2 separate regions of the Mus musculus genome follow, and region 1 is linked to region 2. A link is a contact called in public HiChIP or PLAC-seq data. All regions are on one chromosome and are shown on one strand. The core of a region is the stretch at or near the end of the contact, and the rest is flanking DNA. Distances in the headings are between cores, read along the strand shown. Region 1 overlaps Gm30223 (predicted gene, 30223). Region 2 has its middle 280 kb from the start of Ythdf3.

Evidence for each region. HiChIP or PLAC-seq counts read pairs in DNA pulled down with a chosen protein or histone mark.
Region 1: an H3K4me3 HiChIP or PLAC-seq map of forebrain shows a contact between it and region 2, with 9 times the contacts expected there. The contact joins two enhancer-like sites. A contact is called at or near these places in 3 of 484 Hi-C or Micro-C datasets (cerebral cortex and cortical neurons) and 4 of 115 datasets of contacts at active chromatin or transcription factors (differentiating embryonic stem cells, embryonic forebrain, embryonic hindbrain and 1 more).

Annotation. Positions count from the first base shown.
Region 1 is chr3:16,819,148-16,822,478 of GRCm38.p6, reverse strand. All of the region lies in intron 1 of Gm30223 (predicted gene, 30223), which reads right to left. Among named protein-coding and RNA genes, the nearest start is that of Gm30223, 3.7 kb to the right of the region's middle. Within about 2 kb of position 1,743, at least 7 of the 459 cell types and tissues checked have an H3K27ac peak or open chromatin away from gene starts, as enhancers often do. A contact at or near this core is called in forebrain, where this site is marked.
Region 2 is chr3:16,465,219-16,468,546 of GRCm38.p6, reverse strand. No RefSeq gene overlaps it. Among named protein-coding and RNA genes, the nearest start is that of Ythdf3, 280 kb to the right of the region's middle. Within about 2 kb of position 1,901, at least 22 of the 459 cell types and tissues checked have an H3K27ac peak or open chromatin away from gene starts, as enhancers often do. A contact at or near this core is called in forebrain, where this site is marked.

The sequences.
Region 1 (3,331 bases), core at 494-2,993, 350 kb before region 2:
TTGCAATGAAAGCTTTCAAGTTCTCATACTCAATTACATGCTGACAAATGTACCTGTAAGTCATACAAATTTATAAAATTGAAATAACTGCATAAAGTACATATATTTTACACACTTGCCACAATCCCTGAGAGATGGAGACTCTCCTCTTTTTTTTTTCACATTTGTAATATTCTTTCCTTATTTTTCAGCGAATTAGTCAGTTGTATACATGTTTAGCCACTTCATCACTTAATACCTGTATTCACTCATCTCCATAAGACATTTCAAACTAATGGAGAACAATATAATCTACCCACTGAATGACCTTCTGTGGAAGCCCAGTTGTTTTATGATTATGGACACATAATTTAACCTGGAGAACTCATATGATGATAGAACAAATGAAGCAAGAGTTATTAAAAAGACTGAAATTAAGCAGAACTATCAATGTTTTCAGGTATTCGTTCATTACTTTCATGACAGAAAAATGCAAGTACACTCTTATAACCACTCAGAAGATAGGAAATTTGAGATACTGGGGTTGGACTGCATGGGAAAATATTGTGTGCATATGGAAGTTAAGTTCCTGGAATTTGCCTGTATTCTGTACTGATAGGTCTATATCTGCTAGCAATTTGGGGATTGTGAGCACACCAAATGGCAAAACTACTAAAGACCTTGCCAGTGTGAATGGTTAGGTATTAGGTCATGATTTACATCATTATAGATTATTTCTTAGATTTACTGAGTGAATGAAATATATTTTCTTTGTGTGTATGTGTGTGTGTGTGTGTGTGAATGGAAAAAATGAAATGAGCAAACTTTAGTTTGCTTAAGTTAGAGATAGTACATGTATATCAACATTAGTCAGAAGAAGCCTTAAGAATTTTATGTAGAAGAGATTCTGGTCATACTCTGGAACTCAGGGTATATTCTAACTTTACTTTGGATTAAAACAAAGCTAAATTATAAGTTTCCCTTAATTTTCCCTTTCTAGTTTTTAGTATTTTCAAATTTTAGTGTTATCAAACTCAGCCACAATTCAGAAAATTATTGCAAAATGAAAGATAGGTGTTTCAAGTAAGAATTGTCCCAATAATATTATATCTCCTGTGTGAAGGGAGACGTCTGAAAGAAATAATTAATCTATTTAGTGGAAATCTGTAGAAATCCAGGGAAGAAATCTCATTTTCTTTTCAAAGCAGCTTTTCAACACAATTTGAGTCTCCTGAGTCCTTCTAGGTTTTCCTTGACACTTTGTGCTTTTAGAGATAGGTCAAGCATCAAGTCCATCTGAGATTTATCTTATGCATCATTTCTCCAACACAGATTTACCCCCAGTGTAGAAGTCAAGTAGAGTATTTAAGCTAGTGGTGGTTATTGTATACTTCATCACATTTGCATGATCTTTTTTCGCATCTTGATTAACAAAAGGATTTTGTAGTCTTTCCTTGGCTTTCCATTATTACCTTGGCTTTCAAGGTTTTAGAAAAATCTCTCAATTGTGCAAGAAAGTCATAGTTCCAGTAGTGTTTCTTCATCTTGGTTTGGTTAAAATGTGAGGTCATGAAGTTTGGCCACTCCTCTGAACCTTGCTTTGCCTTTCTCTCCTTCAATGATATCATGCTGGCATGCATCCGTGAAGTATCATTCATTCTCCCTTGCACTTTATTCTTTACCACTTCCCTCTTCCTCTTACATGCACATATACACACACATCCGCACAGAGAGGAAAATCTATATGTGTCAGACATTCAGCAAGGGAAAGACAAAGGCACTGAGTTAATTACCCATCATTTACTGCTGCTGAGAAGAGCAGATGGCAGCAGACGATATGTAAATGGCAAGGGGCAGTGAATTATTCGATTTTTTTAGATTAATCGTCGATGACAAAGAAAGTGATTACAGGCTGTGACATTTATACAAATGTATAAAGTACATCACACTAAAAAATTGAGCTTAATATTATTATGAGGGTGTCAAGCATATAAACACTATTGTCACAATAGAAAGCAACAAATTTACAATAATCCAAGAATCCAACCTCCCTCTATCTAAAAAGTTTATAGAACCACAGACTCTAGGGCGAAAGATGACTCAAGTCTGAATATCATGGAATAGTTTTGTAAAGTAACCAGATTATACCAAGGCAATCTATGTATGCAGGAGGATGATGCATATTGAGGCATAAAGCAAAACAAGATTTTCTTCTCAACTGATCTAGTGCCTGCCTTAGAGAGTGGGCTGTAAAACAAAACAAAACAAAAAAGGTGCTAGTAAATGAGAAGTAGACATTAAAATAAAACACAATAATTCACAATGAGGTCCATCAAGGGTGTGGATGAAAAAATAATTCAAAAAAGGAAAAAGAAAAAGAAAGATTGCATTCCTATTCCTTAGAAATACTATTGTCATACCAGACGTGTACAGATAACGTCCCTATAATCTTTAAGAACACAGTGAAGAAATTTCTGCCCAAGATTCCTTATTGAACACAGACAAGTGCTCACATGTATGCTTGTGCAAACACACACACACACACACACACACACACACACACACACACAAACCACCACCACCACACCAACTCCATTCCTTTGCAGGAAAGAAGCAAGCAGAGTAGCCTATTATTTCCAGTTGCTTCAATAATTAATTGGTACATGAGAGAATCAGATGCTTTCCTTGGCAGATCAGAGAATTTGCCCCATCATCAAAATGTCCTCTATCACCCTGTTATTAAATCTATATGATGTTGATATTATTATGAAAAGAGAGCCACAGAGCCACATTTGTTCTCTGAAAGCATTCCAGCCACTGCAGTCCCCGAGGCTGCCCTGTGGGATGAGAGCTCATCTCCAAATATTAAAATCAAGAAAAAGGAAAAGCTTGGGGCACATCTATTTATAGACTTCAAAAATACTTTCAAAATATTCAAAGCAAAACATTACCAAAATTGCTGCTGAGTATTCCACAATTGTACACTCTTTGTTGACAATGGACTACCATTGTCAACAAAGGATAGGGCAGGAGAATGGGTCAGGAGCTGGTTGGGGGAGGGGTGCTGTTAGTCAGCAGCCCCTGCAGCAGCAGTGGCAACACTAGATAGAGCATTTATGTCTGGCAGTCCATTTTGAATGAACATGGGTTCAGAAATAAAGTGCAGGCAGAACCAATCTGCCCTGAAGAAAAGCACAGAATAAAATATTGCACAAAGAAATGAGAATTTCCAGGGTGGCTTAAACTGCAAACCAAGCTGGCAGGTGCGCAGAGCAAACCATTAGCATTGTGTGCCCTTTTCGAAAAATATAAGTGTTTTGCTTTTTGTTTAGCCATAAAAGGAATATTTACA
Region 2 (3,328 bases), core at 652-3,151:
TGGCGCCAAGCAGCCCCTCTTATAGTGGGCTGGGCTATCTTGTTGTTGCTAGGTAACTGTGGGGAGGAGTCTAGCCAGAATGCCAGAAGCTTGGGACATTGTCTATGTGACTGATAGCCACATGCTTTTCTTTGGGGGCTGTGGTGGCAGTAACTTCGACAGAAGCCAGGGGTCCAGGAGACACAATCAAAAGCCTTCAGTTCCATGTTGGTGGAAATTACCACCCACTGAGTCCCACCAGGGTTCAAGACCTAAGCTCAACTGGAGACCAGGCTGTCTGTGCATAGCCCATTGCCCCACAGTAAAGTATTGTAACTGACCTTTCAATGACCTCTACATGGCAGCCCAGCCTCATCTATTTATCAGGTGAAGGGTGTAAAGGTAATGTCACAAAACTCTCGGTGTCCCAGTACCTGCAAAAGTGCACAGTTCCAGCAATCAACAATCTATGATTCCAAGGATTCTGATGCTAAGCTTAAAGACTAGAAATCAAAAGGGTAGCTAATATTTGTTTAGATATCTATGTGTATAGCAGTGCTCTGATTATAGTTCAAGTAGTAACTCATTTTGCCTATACACACACACACACACACACACACACACACACACACACACACACACCTTGAAAGGAAAGTTGAACAACTGTTCCCATTTTGAAGATGAGAAAATGAATATACACAAAGGTTAACTAACTTATCATGGTCTTCTGGAAATGGAGAAAATCCACAAACGATGTTCAAGCTGCATCCATTTATAATGCATTTACCTGCTCACACTCAGTGCACTAAGATTTAAGAATAAAGATACAGGTGTTAGCAGGATAAGTTGACTGTTTTCAGGAAAACCCCATGATTTGAAATACTCTGGGAAAGAGAAGAGGTATCTAAGGGTTTTGTTCAGTTCACACATCTCTTTTTTACAAGCATCCAGTCTAAAGGCAGCGAGAACATGAAAGAATTTCAGTTTACTAGGTTACATGGCTCAGGACCCAGTTTCATGGAGAAGTACACTGGAATTGTTATTTGTGACCTATAGATTCCCAGGCCCAGGTCTGCATTGTAAAGGAGATGTTAGAGCAATCACCAGAAGAGTGGTTCTCAAAGTGGCTTCCCCATCTGAAGCATCAACATTGCCTGAGGACTTCAGAGAATTGTGCATCCTCTGGCCTCATCTCAGATGTGCTGCACAGAGTGGACGGTAATGGTGGAGTCTACTATGTGTGTCTGGACAAAGAAGTATGCCAAGTGACTCTGTTTTAGAACAGAATTTAAGAACCACTACCCTATAGGGTCTCCATATTCAATCGTCCTCCTCTTTTCCAAGATTGTCTTCTTGATATCAATATGTGGCCTTCTGTGAAGCTCCTGAGCTTTCCAATTCTGAGACACACCCACTTGGGATAGTGACATGTGAATGGATGGGAAGACCTGGGCTTGGGGTTTTTGTTGTTGTTTGTTTGTTTGATATATATATCAATATATCAAGAATGCTTATCGTCATTGTCATCGTAGAGTTTGTCCTCCTCCTCTTCCTTCTCTTCCTCCTCCCCCTCCCTCTTCTCTTTCTCCTCCTTTTCGTCCTCCCTCCGCCTCCTCTCCCTTTTTTCTTCCTTTAAATATGTCAGTGGAAAACAAAACCATTATGCCAAATTCTTTGAAGTCCGGAAATATGATTCTACTCAAACCCTAATTTTTGGAGCAGCCTTGTCTCTAGCACGGAGAAATACCAGCTAAATCAAATAAGCAAAAGCATTTCTGACTTCATTATCCCCAGAGGCGCTTTGAGAAGCTAGCAAAGTAACCTCACAGGAACTTCAGAATTTTTCTTTCCTCCGATTTCCATGTGGATAGCATGTTAAACAGCGATGCAAGCGATTGTTTTCAGTCTCAAGTCCTCCACGTCACAAGACAAAGATGTTGCAGATGCATTTTGCCCGGTTATGCAGTAGCTTCTGAAGCCAATTCTAAAGGCAATTGTGTTCCTCACACGCCCTCTTGTGGCTGCTCTTGGGTAATGCAGTCAGGAAGGCCCTCAAAACCTTTTTTTTTTTCCCTCCAATTTTTTTATTAGGTATTTACTTCATTTACATTTCAAATGCTATCCCCAAAGTCCCCTATACCCCGCCCCGCTCCCCAACCCACCCACTCCCACTTCTTGGCCCTGGTGTTTCCCCAGTACTGGGGCATATAAAGTTTGCAAGACCAAAGGGCCTCTCTTCCCAATGATGGCCGACTAGGCCATCTTCTGCTACATATGCAGCTAGAGACAAGAGCTCTGGGGGTGCTGGTTAGTTCATATTGTTGTTCCACCTCTAGGGTTGCAGGCCCCTTCAGCTCCTAAACCACTTTTTCTTATTAAAGCTTCACTTAGGGAATTAAATATCTAAGAATTCAATATTTCGAAAGTTTATTTGTTCATAAATTATGTGTTCCTTGGTACTAGAAGAATCTGTTGAGCTATACTTTCAAAAAATGTTGGCAGATACGAACCAACTAATTCTGTTCTTTAAGAAAAGTAGAAAGTAAAATATGTGTCTTTTTTTTTTCAAAGTACAATGAAGGAAGCTGCAAGTATACAAAAGAAAACAAACTGATTTTTTCTAGTACTGTGTTTCCATGAGAAGCAAAACAAAAGATTTTATGTCAGCAATGGGATTATAGAGCAGTAAAAAGCTGTGTGTGTGTGTGTGTGTGTGTGTGTTTGTGTACAGGTGTGTATGTCTCTGTTTGGTTGTGTACAGGTGTGTATCTGTGTCTGACTGTGTACAGGTGTGTGTGTGTGTGTGTGTGTATGTGTGTGTGCCTTTGAATTCACTGACATTAGTTATATTTATTAGGGTTCTATCAGTAATCATAAATTACTTCATACTGTTGGTACATTTGAAAATCAATGTTCCCTACTGGATCCTACACTGAACTGGGATTTCATCATGACATTCCATGGCTAGGCAGAAAGGAACTTGAGACTCCCCTCCTCCCAACCACTGTTATTCTGCTGAAGTGTGCTTCTCCTTCCCCACTCACCTAAGGGCTGGGGAGCTCCCAGCCCGTTTTGCTGGTGAGTGTGAGACCGAGCATGGTGATTCATCTGCAGCTTCACTTCTCCACTTTCATGAACAAGTCTGCCGAAGGCTATATACACTCCTCATAGAAACAGGACCTAACTCACTGCTCAGTGTGCTCTAGATAATCACTTCTACAAATAGATATCAATGAAAGTTTAATAATGGGAAGATTGCATTAATTATTCAGTTTTTCTAATTTTCCACAAATAAAAAGGGGATCATATGATGCTAGCCAAAAATTTCCAGCACAAGAAAATACACAGG